Regions from separate parts of the Sus scrofa genome. Here region 2 is linked to region 1. A link is a contact called in public Hi-C data. All regions are on one chromosome and are shown on one strand. The core of a region is the stretch at or near the end of the contact, and the rest is flanking DNA. Distances in the headings are between cores, read along the strand shown. Region 1 overlaps TMEM248 (transmembrane protein 248). Region 2 holds the start of RABGEF1 (rab5 GDP/GTP exchange factor).

Evidence for each region. Hi-C and Micro-C count contacts between places; a contact is called where the count stands out from the background.
Region 2: a contact with region 1 is called in a Hi-C map of liver, with 3 times the contacts expected there. The contact joins the promoter of RABGEF1 here to the enhancer-like site in region 1. A contact is called at or near these places in 6 of 47 Hi-C or Micro-C datasets (embryonic fibroblasts, heart right ventricle, liver and 2 more) and 2 of 2 datasets of contacts at active chromatin or transcription factors (alveolar macrophages and skeletal muscle).

What each region holds. Positions count from the first base shown.
Region 1 is chr3:16,271,103-16,276,679 of Sscrofa11.1, forward strand. All of the region lies in intron 1 of TMEM248 (transmembrane protein 248), which reads right to left. Among named protein-coding and RNA genes, the nearest start is that of TMEM248, 23 kb to the right of the region's middle. Within about 2 kb of position 2,154, at least 6 of the 83 cell types and tissues checked have an H3K27ac peak or open chromatin away from gene starts, as enhancers often do. A contact at or near this core is called in liver, where this site is marked.
Region 2 is chr3:16,373,558-16,379,134 of Sscrofa11.1, forward strand. RABGEF1 (rab5 GDP/GTP exchange factor) reads right to left here and starts at 3,047. Exons shown (of 9, transcript XM_003124438.6): 1 at 2,923-3,047.

The sequences.
Region 1 (5,577 bases), core at 904-3,403:
GCAAGAGACATCTGATAAAGGATTGTTATCCAAAACAGACAAAGAACCATTAAAACTCAACAATCAGAAGACAAACAACGCAAAAATTAGCCAAAGAGCTTTTTAGATGGCAAAAAAAGCATAAGAAAAGATGCTCCACATTACTGTCATCAGGAAATGCAAATTAAAAAACAATAATGAGCTACCACAACACACTTATTAGAATGGCCAAAACCCAGGACACTGACAATACCAATTACTGGCAAGGATGTTGAGCAACGGGAACTCTCATTCATTAATAGGATTCAAATAACAAACATGGGCAAGGATGTGGGGAAAGGGAATTCTAGCACACTGCTGGCTGGAGATGTAAATCACTGTGGGAAACAGTATGGAGGTTCCTCAAGAAAATAAAAATTAGAGCTACCATATGATCCAGAAATGGGTACATATCTGAAGAAAATAAAAACATTAATTCAAAAAGATACATGCACTTCAATGTTCACAGCAGCATTATTTACAACAGTCAGGACAGGGGCAACTAAGTGTCCACCAACAGATGAATGAATACACATGTGGTACATACCTACAATGGAATATTACTTGCCATAAAAAAGAGAATGAATTTTGCCTTTTGCAGCAACATGGATGGACTTGGAGGGCATTATGTTTAGTGAAATAAGACAGACACAAATACTGTATATTATCACTTAAATGTGGAATCTAAAAAGCAGGAGTTCCCACTGTAGCACAGACGGTTAATGACCTGGCTTGTCTCTGTGGCACTGCCGGTTTGATTCCTAGGCCTGGTGCAGTGGGTCAAGGATCTGGCATTGCACAGATGGGGCTCAGATTTGATCCCTGACCCAGAACTTCCATGTGTCACAGGTGGAGCCAAAAAAGGGAAGGGAAAAAAAAAATAACTCACGAATGAATATAACAAAACAGCAACAAGACTCACAGATATAGAGAACAAACTAGTGGTTACCCAGTGGGGGAGGGCCAAGATGGGGCTTGCGAGTTAAGAGATACAAACTATTATGTGTAAATAAGCCACAAAGATGTAATGTACAGCACAGGAATACAGCCAATTATGAAAACTTAAATGGAGTATAATCTATAAAAGTATTGAGTCACTACGTTGTACACCCCAAACTAATAAAATATTGTAAATCAACTATATGTCAATTGAGAAACAATATTAAAAAGATTAATAGGATTCAGAAAAACATCAACAGTAGAGCTCTATTAACAAAGACAACAAAATCTGAACAGTATATGCAATAAATTGGAAACTAGTCACCACTAGAACCACAATTGTTAAACATTTAGAAAAACAGAAAAATCTGAATTGAGTTCACTTCTAGGGAAAACTAACAGTAATTTAAACCATGTCACTGTCAACACATCTCAACATAAATACCCACCAATTAACAAGCAATGTCAACGAAAGCCAATTTTTTTTTTTTTTTTTTTTTTTTTTTTTTTTTGTCTTTTTGCCTTTTCTTGGCCCGCTCCCGCAGCATATGGAGGTTCCCAGGCTAGGGGTCGAACCAGAGCTGTAGCCGCCGGCCTATGCCAGAGCCACAGCAACGCGGGATCCGAGCCCGCGTCTGCGACCTACACCACAGCTCACGGCAACGCCGGATCGTTAACCCACTGAGCAAGGGCAGGGGTCGAACCCGCAACCTCGCAGCTCCTAGTCGGATTCGTTAACCACTGCGCCACGACGGGAACTCCCGAAAGCCAATTTAATTAGAGAAAGTTCCAGAAGAGGCCAATTGCATTCACTTAAAAAGTGAAAGTATTTTTGGTTTTTGAATAAAGGTATTAAGCATCCAAATAATTCATAAACTTAAAATTCCCTTCCACCGTTCACAAGTGTTTTCAAATATGAAATTAACAAGGGCTAAACAAATTTATTTCCCGTGCAAATTACAAGAAAATTTCTGAAATCTTCTCAACAGTAAATGTCACCTTTAATTTAAAAATACATTAAGCTCTATGGGGAGAGGAAAATGAAAAGAGAAAAAGCACACTATTCGACTTCCCTCCCCTATATTCATTCATCCCAACTCCAATTCAGCTTTCATCAGAATAAAGATAAGACTTCACCAGGGCAGTGAAGCTGCCTCTATGGAAGGTCTAGGGATTGAAGGTACACAGAACACGGCCAAAAGGCAATTTCACAAGTGTGTGAGAGCACACAGAGTTCACACACTCAGGACTTAGAGCTCTGAGACTAGTTAAGAGACACCACTAAACATCAAGTTGCAATGTAAGTGGGCAAAAGGCAATACTAAGATTATCCTAGAGTTACCACAAGCAACCCATTAGCTGGGAATCCTAAAAAGGGGAGGCATGGCTGTACAAACTTTCTAGAGACCAACCTGCCCACACACACCAACAGCATTAGAGCCTAAGCACACTCTTACCTCTGTGATTCGAAGGACCTCACCTGAGGAAACATCCACCGCCAGAAACAAAGACTTTAGCTGCTAAGAGGTTTCTCAAGTGGTGAAAACAGTTAAAACTGGAAAACGAGATACCCAACAATAGCAAGTAATGTATTCTCAGTAGGAAAACTATGTAGCCGTAAAAACACAGGCTCTAAAATACACAAAACGAGGCTACTTCAGAGTTGGCAGGTAAAAGAGCATGTATACCCATGAAAGCACTCACATGGGAAAAAAAAGGCCTAGGATACCCTCAAATGTAAATAGAGGTGGTTATCGCTAGCTCATGAGATTACCTATGTCTTTCTTTTTCTTTTTTAACATTTCCATCATGAATATGTATTTCCTTTGTCATAATTTCTAACAATAAAATTTATAAATAATCTTCCATTGATCCTGCTGGGCTGGTGGCCAAAATAAAACGTCACTGACTCTTTTTTTTTTTTTTTTTTTTGGTTTTGCTTTTTAGGGCCGCACTTGGGCAGCACACGGAGGTCTCAGGCTAGGGGTTGAATCCGAGCTGAAGCTGCCGGCCACACCACAGCCACAGCAAAGCCAGATCCAAGGCGCATCTAAGACCTTCATCACAGCTCATGGCAATGCTGGACGCTCACCCCACTGAGCGGGGCCAGGGATCGAATTCCAGTCCTCATGGATACTACATTCAGGTTCATTACGACTGGGCCACAAGGGGAACTCCCAAAACTTATTTACGCTTAACTGTATGCATTCTCTTCATTAAAAAAGACAATAAATAAAAGAGAAAAAGAGAACTTAAGAATGACTTCTTAAACGCACCTAAAAATATATAACTAGACAGGAAACCTCCTGGTGCTAAAGAAAGGCAAGCTTAACTTGCAGTGATTTGGACTTGAAGGGATCTCTGAGAAACCAAAAATGAAATGAGACAGAACGTTCAGACTAGACCCCCAGACAGTCCAGGACTGTGTGCTCCTAGGAGGTGGTGCAGAGCTTCTCCAGACAAGCGGGGCTCCTCCATCGGGGCAGAGGTTGGGAAGGCATGGATGGAGGGAGTGACCATGAGCCCAGAGGGTGCCCAGGATAGAGAAGAGTTTCAAGAAGGAAGGGGTATCAGCCAAATATTCCTGAGACGTGACCAAGCATTGGGAGTAAGAAAAGAAAGGGTCTTGGGGCCCCTCTGTGTTTCAAAAATACTCAGGGGACCTTGCGCTTGCCCAGTCACACTCCTCCACCTGGCAAGACCACAGGTGAGCTCTGAAGCCATCCTCTGGCAGGGGAGAAATCAGCTGGTGAGGAGAAAACGGCAGGGAGGGGGAAACCGAGGCAGCAGGTCAGCACCATCAGTTCAAGGGCAAGGGAGGGGAGCCGGTGGGGTCAACAGCTGTGAGCCCAGGAGCTAATAAAAGAGGAAGGCCTCCCTTGCACGAGTGAAGGCCAAAATGCATAATTTTGCAACTTGATGATATCTTACTTAAAAAGACGTACATTAACCAGATACACGAGTCCTTCCAGTGTCGCTCTCCCTCTCTCGGGAGCCCACATACTGTGAAGTACGCCACGTGGCGACTCGTCCAAGTTTAAAGCTAGCCTCTTTGGACAGCGTGGGGATTCCACACTCCCAGATGATATTTCCTACACAGTTCCTACCTTATGTTAAGACAGGCTACACCACTACCTGCGACCCAGATCAAAGAGCTGACTTCCCCTGAAGAAGAAAACCACCACTCAGCTTAGTAAACTGCATTTCCACCCTGAGGCTCAGGGAGAAATTCCTTAGAGCGCCCCTTTCAAGTCGGGCCCTCTGCAAAGTTCCGAAGCGACCAGGAGTCAGGGCCGCGGTGGAAGACGCCACGGGGGCGCTGAGAGGGGAGGACGAGGGAGGCCAGCTTGCTCCAACCCTGCTGCAGGAAGCACCCTGGCCTCGGACGGAGGGAACCCACCCTGATGTGGGACGGAGGCCCGCTTTGAATGTGAAGATTAAAGCAGCACGTCCCAAATACCGAGACCCTCACGGGCCTGTAAGCCCTGAGCTACTAAAGAGGTTAACGGATGAGACGGCCAAGTACCCAGGCCTCCGCAGAGAGGAGGCCACGGGCTGGTATCAGAGAGACCCCGCGACCCTCAACGCCCCGCTACCTCAGCACTGCAGCAGCGAGGACAGACGGAAAAGACCCTCAGGGAGCCAAATGCAGGGCAAGGATGTCTGAGGCGAAAGGTCCAGGTCTCAAAGCTAAAGCCACAGTGCGGGTCCTGTCCTCACCGCCTCTCCCAGAGGCATCGGGCACCGGGGGCCACACCCGCCTCGGGCTTCCAGGACCGCACTCTCCTGGCTTTCCCGTGTCCAGCCACCCTGCCTTCCCACTCTTCTTCGAAAGCTGGGGCTCCTCTGAGCCCTGGCTGGGCCCGCTCAGGGTGGACACCCTCCCTCCTGGCTTCCTGTCCACTCCACCTGCCTCCCCACTTCAGATGGAAACATCTACCTGCTGGAACTCTGTGTAATGACCCACTGGCACCTGGAACCACCGAGGCCAAAACCTACCCAAAGACTCCAAATCAACCCCTCCCTGTAGAGGAAGACCCAGGTCTCTCTGCCAAGGACCCCTGCCAGCCATCCTGGGCTCTCTCTACAACCATCACCAGCCCTGTCGACCCCACCTCTTCACGTCTCTCAACAGCAGCTCTCACTCCAGCTCCACCAACACTGCCTCCTCTTCAGCCAAACTGAACGCCAAGCGCGACGGCTCCTGCGAGCTGTCACTTCCCTGATGCCGTTTCCGCACGCCTCCCACCCCGGGCAGGGCAACATCTCACACGCCCACCCGCTCTTTGTGAGCGAGGCACAGGAGTCTAAGAGTTCGGCACATATTTTATACAATGCTCACAACATCTGTGTTGGACAGACGAGGAAATTCAGGCACAAGGACGTTAGCTACCCTGCCCAAGGTCATTGAGTGGACCTGGATTCAAATCCATCAGCCTCCAGAGCCCAGGCATTAACCACGAAGTGCCCTTCTGCCTCCCAGTAAATGCCGTGGGTTTAAATAAAGAATCAACCCCATCCGATGAGATGAACACTGAAAAGTATCCAGACAATTTTTGCAAGGAAGATTTCAATAGTGACGTAAGCAGAAGCCTCCCACGTTAGGGGCTAAGGAGAGAG
Region 2 (5,577 bases), core at 1,797-4,296, 100 kb after region 1:
AGAATTTTTGGAGCTTTATCCAAACAAACAGATAAAATAAGAGCTACACAATAGTGCATGGGATAAAAAGATACGTCGACTGTTGTTGTTTCTCCAAGTGTTGACTCAACAATAGTCTAGATTATTTCAAGGCATTTTAGTCATATGAAATAACACATATAATGTTTCTACAATGCTTTATGACAGAACTGAACATTTAATAAGCCTTTCAAAATGTTTGGCCTCTATTGTAAAACTCCTTTTTTTTTTTTTTTTTTAGGGTGACAAGTTTATTGCTGGGTTAAGAAGCCACTTAATAGCATTTCCATTCTGAGTCACAGAGCAGACAGGTATGTTATGCTACACAGGTATCACCTACATTTTAGGGATGGGTCAACCTGCTAGAGATGTTTACTTTGCAGCCAATAGAAACACATGTGCCAACAATTAAACTCACGTGGTCAACACAAAAATTCTACTTCTCTAGTCAAACACTGACAAGAGTAAATGAAACAATATCTTAGTTCTTCTATATGTAGATAATAAGTACTGATCAAAAATGTTTTTTCTGAAAACCAACCACTGAAAATCAGAAATCAATGATTCCTTGGAGTTCCCATTGTGGCTCAGTGGTAACCACCCCAGCTGGCATCCATGAGGATGCAGGTCTGATCCCTGGCCTCGCTGAGTAGGTTTAGGACCTACTATGCTGTGGCATAGTCCTTTAGCAGCTATAGCTCCAATTCAACCCCTAGCCTGGGAACTTCCTTGTGTCACAAGAGCGGCTCAAAAACGGAAAAAAGAGAGATAGAGAGAAAAAAAAGAAAAAGAGGAGTTCCCGTCGTGGTGCAGCAGAAATGAATCCGACTAGGAACAATGAGGTTGTGAGTTCGATCCCTGGCCTTGCTCAGTGGGTTAAGGCTCCGGTGTTGCTGTGAGCTGTGGTGTAGGTCACAGATGCTGCTCGGATCTGGTGCTGGGGTGCAGGCTGGCAGCCACAGCTCCAATTGTACCTCTAGCCTGGGAAGCTCCATATGCCCTGGGTTTGGCCCTCAAAAGACAAAATGACAAAAGACAAAAAGAAAAAAAAGAAAAAAGAAAGAAAAGGAAATCAATGATTTCTCAAGTCCTCATGGAACACTTCTGAAAGCCCAACTTGGATTAAGAAGCAAAGAGATACAGGCAGAATTCCTGTTTATAGAAGCTTACAAGTAAGCAGGGTCAGACACTCTCCCACAATGACTAAATGAGAAGAGAATTCAATTCATTTAAGGAGCAGAAAAGATTAAAATACAAATAGCACATAATCAAGCACTATGCTGGGAACAACCCTCATCAGTCAACACACAGCAGCCTATGTGTAAGCCTTATATAAAATTCCATTTTAACCAGGCAAATAACCCTCCTTAAAACCCTTCCCTGGTCCTGCCATCACCAGATAAAAGCCCCCCAAGAATCTCCTGCATCTTTTCCCCTATCAGCCACCACAGCTCTGCCCTGCACTTTTTCACTTTTCAAAAACCACCTCCCGGGAGTTACTGCCCTCTTCTCCTTTAGTTGCCCCACGCCCACATTCCCACTACCCCTAAAATTCCCACCCCATCTTGCTAGTCTGAATGTTACTCATTCTTCAGGACACTTTCAGATACATTTCACTCCCTGCGGTCCCTCCAGACACTTGGGGTGTCCCCCCTCAGTGACCTCTCTTAGCTCACACTGCTCACATTTATGGCAAGGATCTCTGCTGTCCTTCTCCCTTAAAGTGCCTACTTTCTGGAGAAGAAAATGATGGCTTGGAAGGTCCCCAAAATTCAAATCCTTCAACACTTCTTAATTTTCCACCTGAGAATCAGTAACTCTTAAAACTAACGTTATCTGTCATGAAATGGATCGAATAAAAATCAAATCTTCTTGCACCTCTGGGAAGCTTCCTTGGTACTGCTTAAGTTACTTATTAGTAACCTTAATAGACTTGGGGGGGGGGGTAAGTGTACTTTTGCAGCCTTAGGTTTACAGAAAAAGGTACAACAATGAGTTAATCTCAAAAACAAAACAAAAGCCACAACTCTTCAGATCCAAAAAACGACTCCCCAGGTGATGCTGTAAACTCATCCTGACCAATTTTCACATCTAAGCTCATGAGCAAAGCGAGCCCCCATAGCCCACGGACACATTTCCCAATCACAGGGCTTGGCCATCAGCGTTGAGACACCACCAGCAGACTCTGATCTACTCCCTGAAGCGGCTGGGTCCCTCCTCCTTGTCGACTAAACTTCCGTGATGAGCATCACCTCTGCTCTCCTCCAAGACGGTTCGGAAGCAGGGACTTGTGCTCCTAACCTCAGGCCCACAACTTTGTCCTCAATCATAGGGCGAAAGTTAGGACCAGTCTTCCAGCTCCCACGCCGCGAAAGACAGCATCCTCCCAGCTCCCGGACCCTTCCCTCTCTGAGACCGACGCGGGTTCCCGAGGTCCCGGCGGCCCTGCCCAGGCCGGGCTGCGACGGGTCCCCAAGGAGCCCAAGGCACGACCCAGCCGGTCACCACCACAGGTGTCCCTTGGTACTCTGCCGACTGGACTGAGTGAGCCGGTCGGAGGGAAGCCATCCCGCGAGAGCTGGACAGGCGGCAGGAGGCGGCCAGGAAACGAGACGCGTCTGTCCGTCGGAGTTGGGCCGGGCCGCGGGCAACTTGGCGACAAGCGCCCTAAAACGGCAGGCCGAACGCGCAGAGGATGAAGGGGGCCGGCGACGGCCTGGGACCGGCCAGGGCCCCGCCACCGGGCCCTGGGCTGGGACGAAGGACGGCAAGAGGGACCGGAGCGAGATGGCCCCGGCCGGGTGGACAGCCTAGACCAATGACCCAGCAGCCCCTGTCGGGACGGCACCGCCACCGCGAGTCGCGAACCGCGCCCCCCTCGGGTCCCGTCCGTCCGCCCCGTACCTCGCCGGCTGCTCCACCCGCGTCGGGACCGCAGCTCTCCCCGCGTCGCTCGAGTAGGTCCCGGCGCCAGTCCACAACCCGCCCTCACGCCGGCCCTCCCTCTCGCACGCCCCGCCCCCGGCGCCGCGAGCGCACGCCACGCACGCATGACGTCACTTCCGGGGCTCGGAGCTCGCCGGGAGGGTGTAGGTGCCCATCGGCATCTGCCCTGGGTGGCGCGAGGGCGAGGCTGGCGTGGATGACAGTGGCGACAAAGCCGTCGGGCATGAGGAAGGAGGCGCCCTCAGCCCTAGTGCTGGGTCCCTGACCTGGAGCGTTCAGAAGCCGACGGAGAAGCCGGCGTTTCCCTGTCTTTTCCTCACCCACTGTATTTGGGAATCCCACTGAGAGAGACGCTGCTCATCCTTAGCTCGAAATGGGAGGCACTGGAAAGGCTGCGGGAGAGAAGTCTTTGGGCCAGTGGACAGTTGCAGTCTGTGGGGAATGAGGCTGCCTGAGAAAGTAATGAATCCCATAGCTTCACACGGATCTTAGGATTTTGAACGTGGTTTGAGTTTAAAGGACCTTAAAGAGAGTGACTGACCTAGAAGCAGGTTTTATAGCTGAGCATAACTGAATTCCAGAGGTTAATAAGTTACCCAGTGTCACACAGTATTAATGATCGAGTCATAAATGGAATCCAGTTCTCCGTGATTCCCATTTCAGGAATGTTGGAGACAGCGGCTGCCTCTGTATTCTGGATGGTATCTATGGCACAAAGTGCAGCCACGACTGGGAGAAAAAAAAAGAAAAAAGAAAAGAAAATACTAGAGTACAGTGTCTGGAGGGAGACCTAAGTTGGAATACCAGGTTTGCTAAATGCTGCCTCTGATCTTGGACAGGTTGTCTAATTTCTCAGTCTTTGCTCATTATTTGCCAAATGGAGATTGATTCATTCCTCAGATTATTCCTAAATTCTGTAGGGAAGCAGAATATGCCACCCAAAAATATGCCTCTGAGAAAGCAGAGAAGCCCTGAAAACAAACCAGAAGTTAACCTTTTGTACAGGAAATGAAGCTAATGAAGGAGATCACGTTAGTAAAGGGGTCTCCCTCTGTACCTGGGAGAGAAGGATGACTCTTAGGTCACTAGAAGCTCAACTATGGATAAGACACTGACTTAGAGCTGCATGACAAACCTTAAGCTTATTTTTATTCCCCTGGTCACCTCCCATAACTGGTCTCCCCTACACACACACACACACACACACAAACACCTTTCCTGTTTTTTCTTTATTGGAAAATGGTATTTAAGTGGGCATTCTAAGCCTTTTCTCAGGGTATCTCCTTTGTATGTGTGAGGTATACATGGTAATAATTTTCAGTTTGTTTTTTTGCTTATTACTCTTTTATTATAACTTAGAAGAGCAGAGGGAAAATGATTTCCCCTCCCCTACAGCACCTAATGTGTGTGCTAGGCCAAGGATACCAGACTGTTAAAAAGTGGTGGGGGGGGTGGGGGAGTACCTATGCTGAGAAGCTTACATTCTAGGGAAGAGGTGGTGGGGGGGGAATAAGTAAATAATAAATACATTATGTACAATAGTACATGAGACAGCAGTGATTGCTTTGAAGAAAAATCATGCAAGGAAGGCCAGCCAGTCAACCAGGAAGACTGAGGTTTTTGGGTGGACAGCAAAGCCCTGGCTAAGGAGGTGACTATGCAACTATTTGGGCAAAAGTGTTCTAGGTGCAGGGAACAGCAAGTGCAGAGGCCCTCTGGACATCACCAGCCTGTGTAGCAGTGAATGGAGGGGAGGTAGGAGAGGAGGTCAAAAGGTAATGGGCCATGGGGAAGGGACTAGCCAAAGTGAGGACATAGGAAGGTCTGACTCACTGGGGCCATTAAGGGAACAAACTACCACACTTGCCTCTGAGAGAAGGGGTGGTGGTGGTAGGGTACTGAGAAGGGGCACCAAAGGTATAGTTAACTGAGGAGGCCATGTTTTCTTGAGATGGATGATAGATATGTGGATATTCACTGTATTATTCTTTAGTTCAATTTATGTGGTTTTTTTTTTTTTTTTTTTTTTTTTTTTTATGTGAACCAACTTATAAAAAGCAGTCCCACTGCGAATTCCCATTGTGGCTCAGGGGGTTAAGACCCCGACTGGTATCCATGAGGATGCAGGTTCGATCCCTGGCCTCACCCAGCGGGCTAAGGAGCTGGTGCTGCCACAAGCTTCGGAGTGGGTCCCAGACTTGCTCGGATCTGGTGTGGCTGTGGCTGTGGCGTAGGCGGGCAGCTGCAGCTCTGATTCGACCCCTGGCCTGGGAACTTCCATGTCGCAGGTGCAGCCCTGAAAAGAAAAAATTTAAAAGAAAAAGCAGTCCCATTGGAAAAAGTGAAGATAAAAGCGGGTTAAGAATAGATCAGGGAGTGAGTCAAAAGAGCTAGCAAAGAAGGGGGGCGGGGGGAAGAAGAGGAAAACTAGAAAAAAGGAGTAATACGGAGGCAAAGAGGAGAGAGAGAAAGCCAAGGGATTGATCAGAAGAGTCCAATTCTGCAGAAAGGTGAGGTCAGATGGTTCTCCAAAAGAAGTGAAAACATGTTAATAGAAGTGCTGAAAGCAGACATCCTTGTCTTGTTCCCAATCTTAGTGAAAAAACTTTCCGT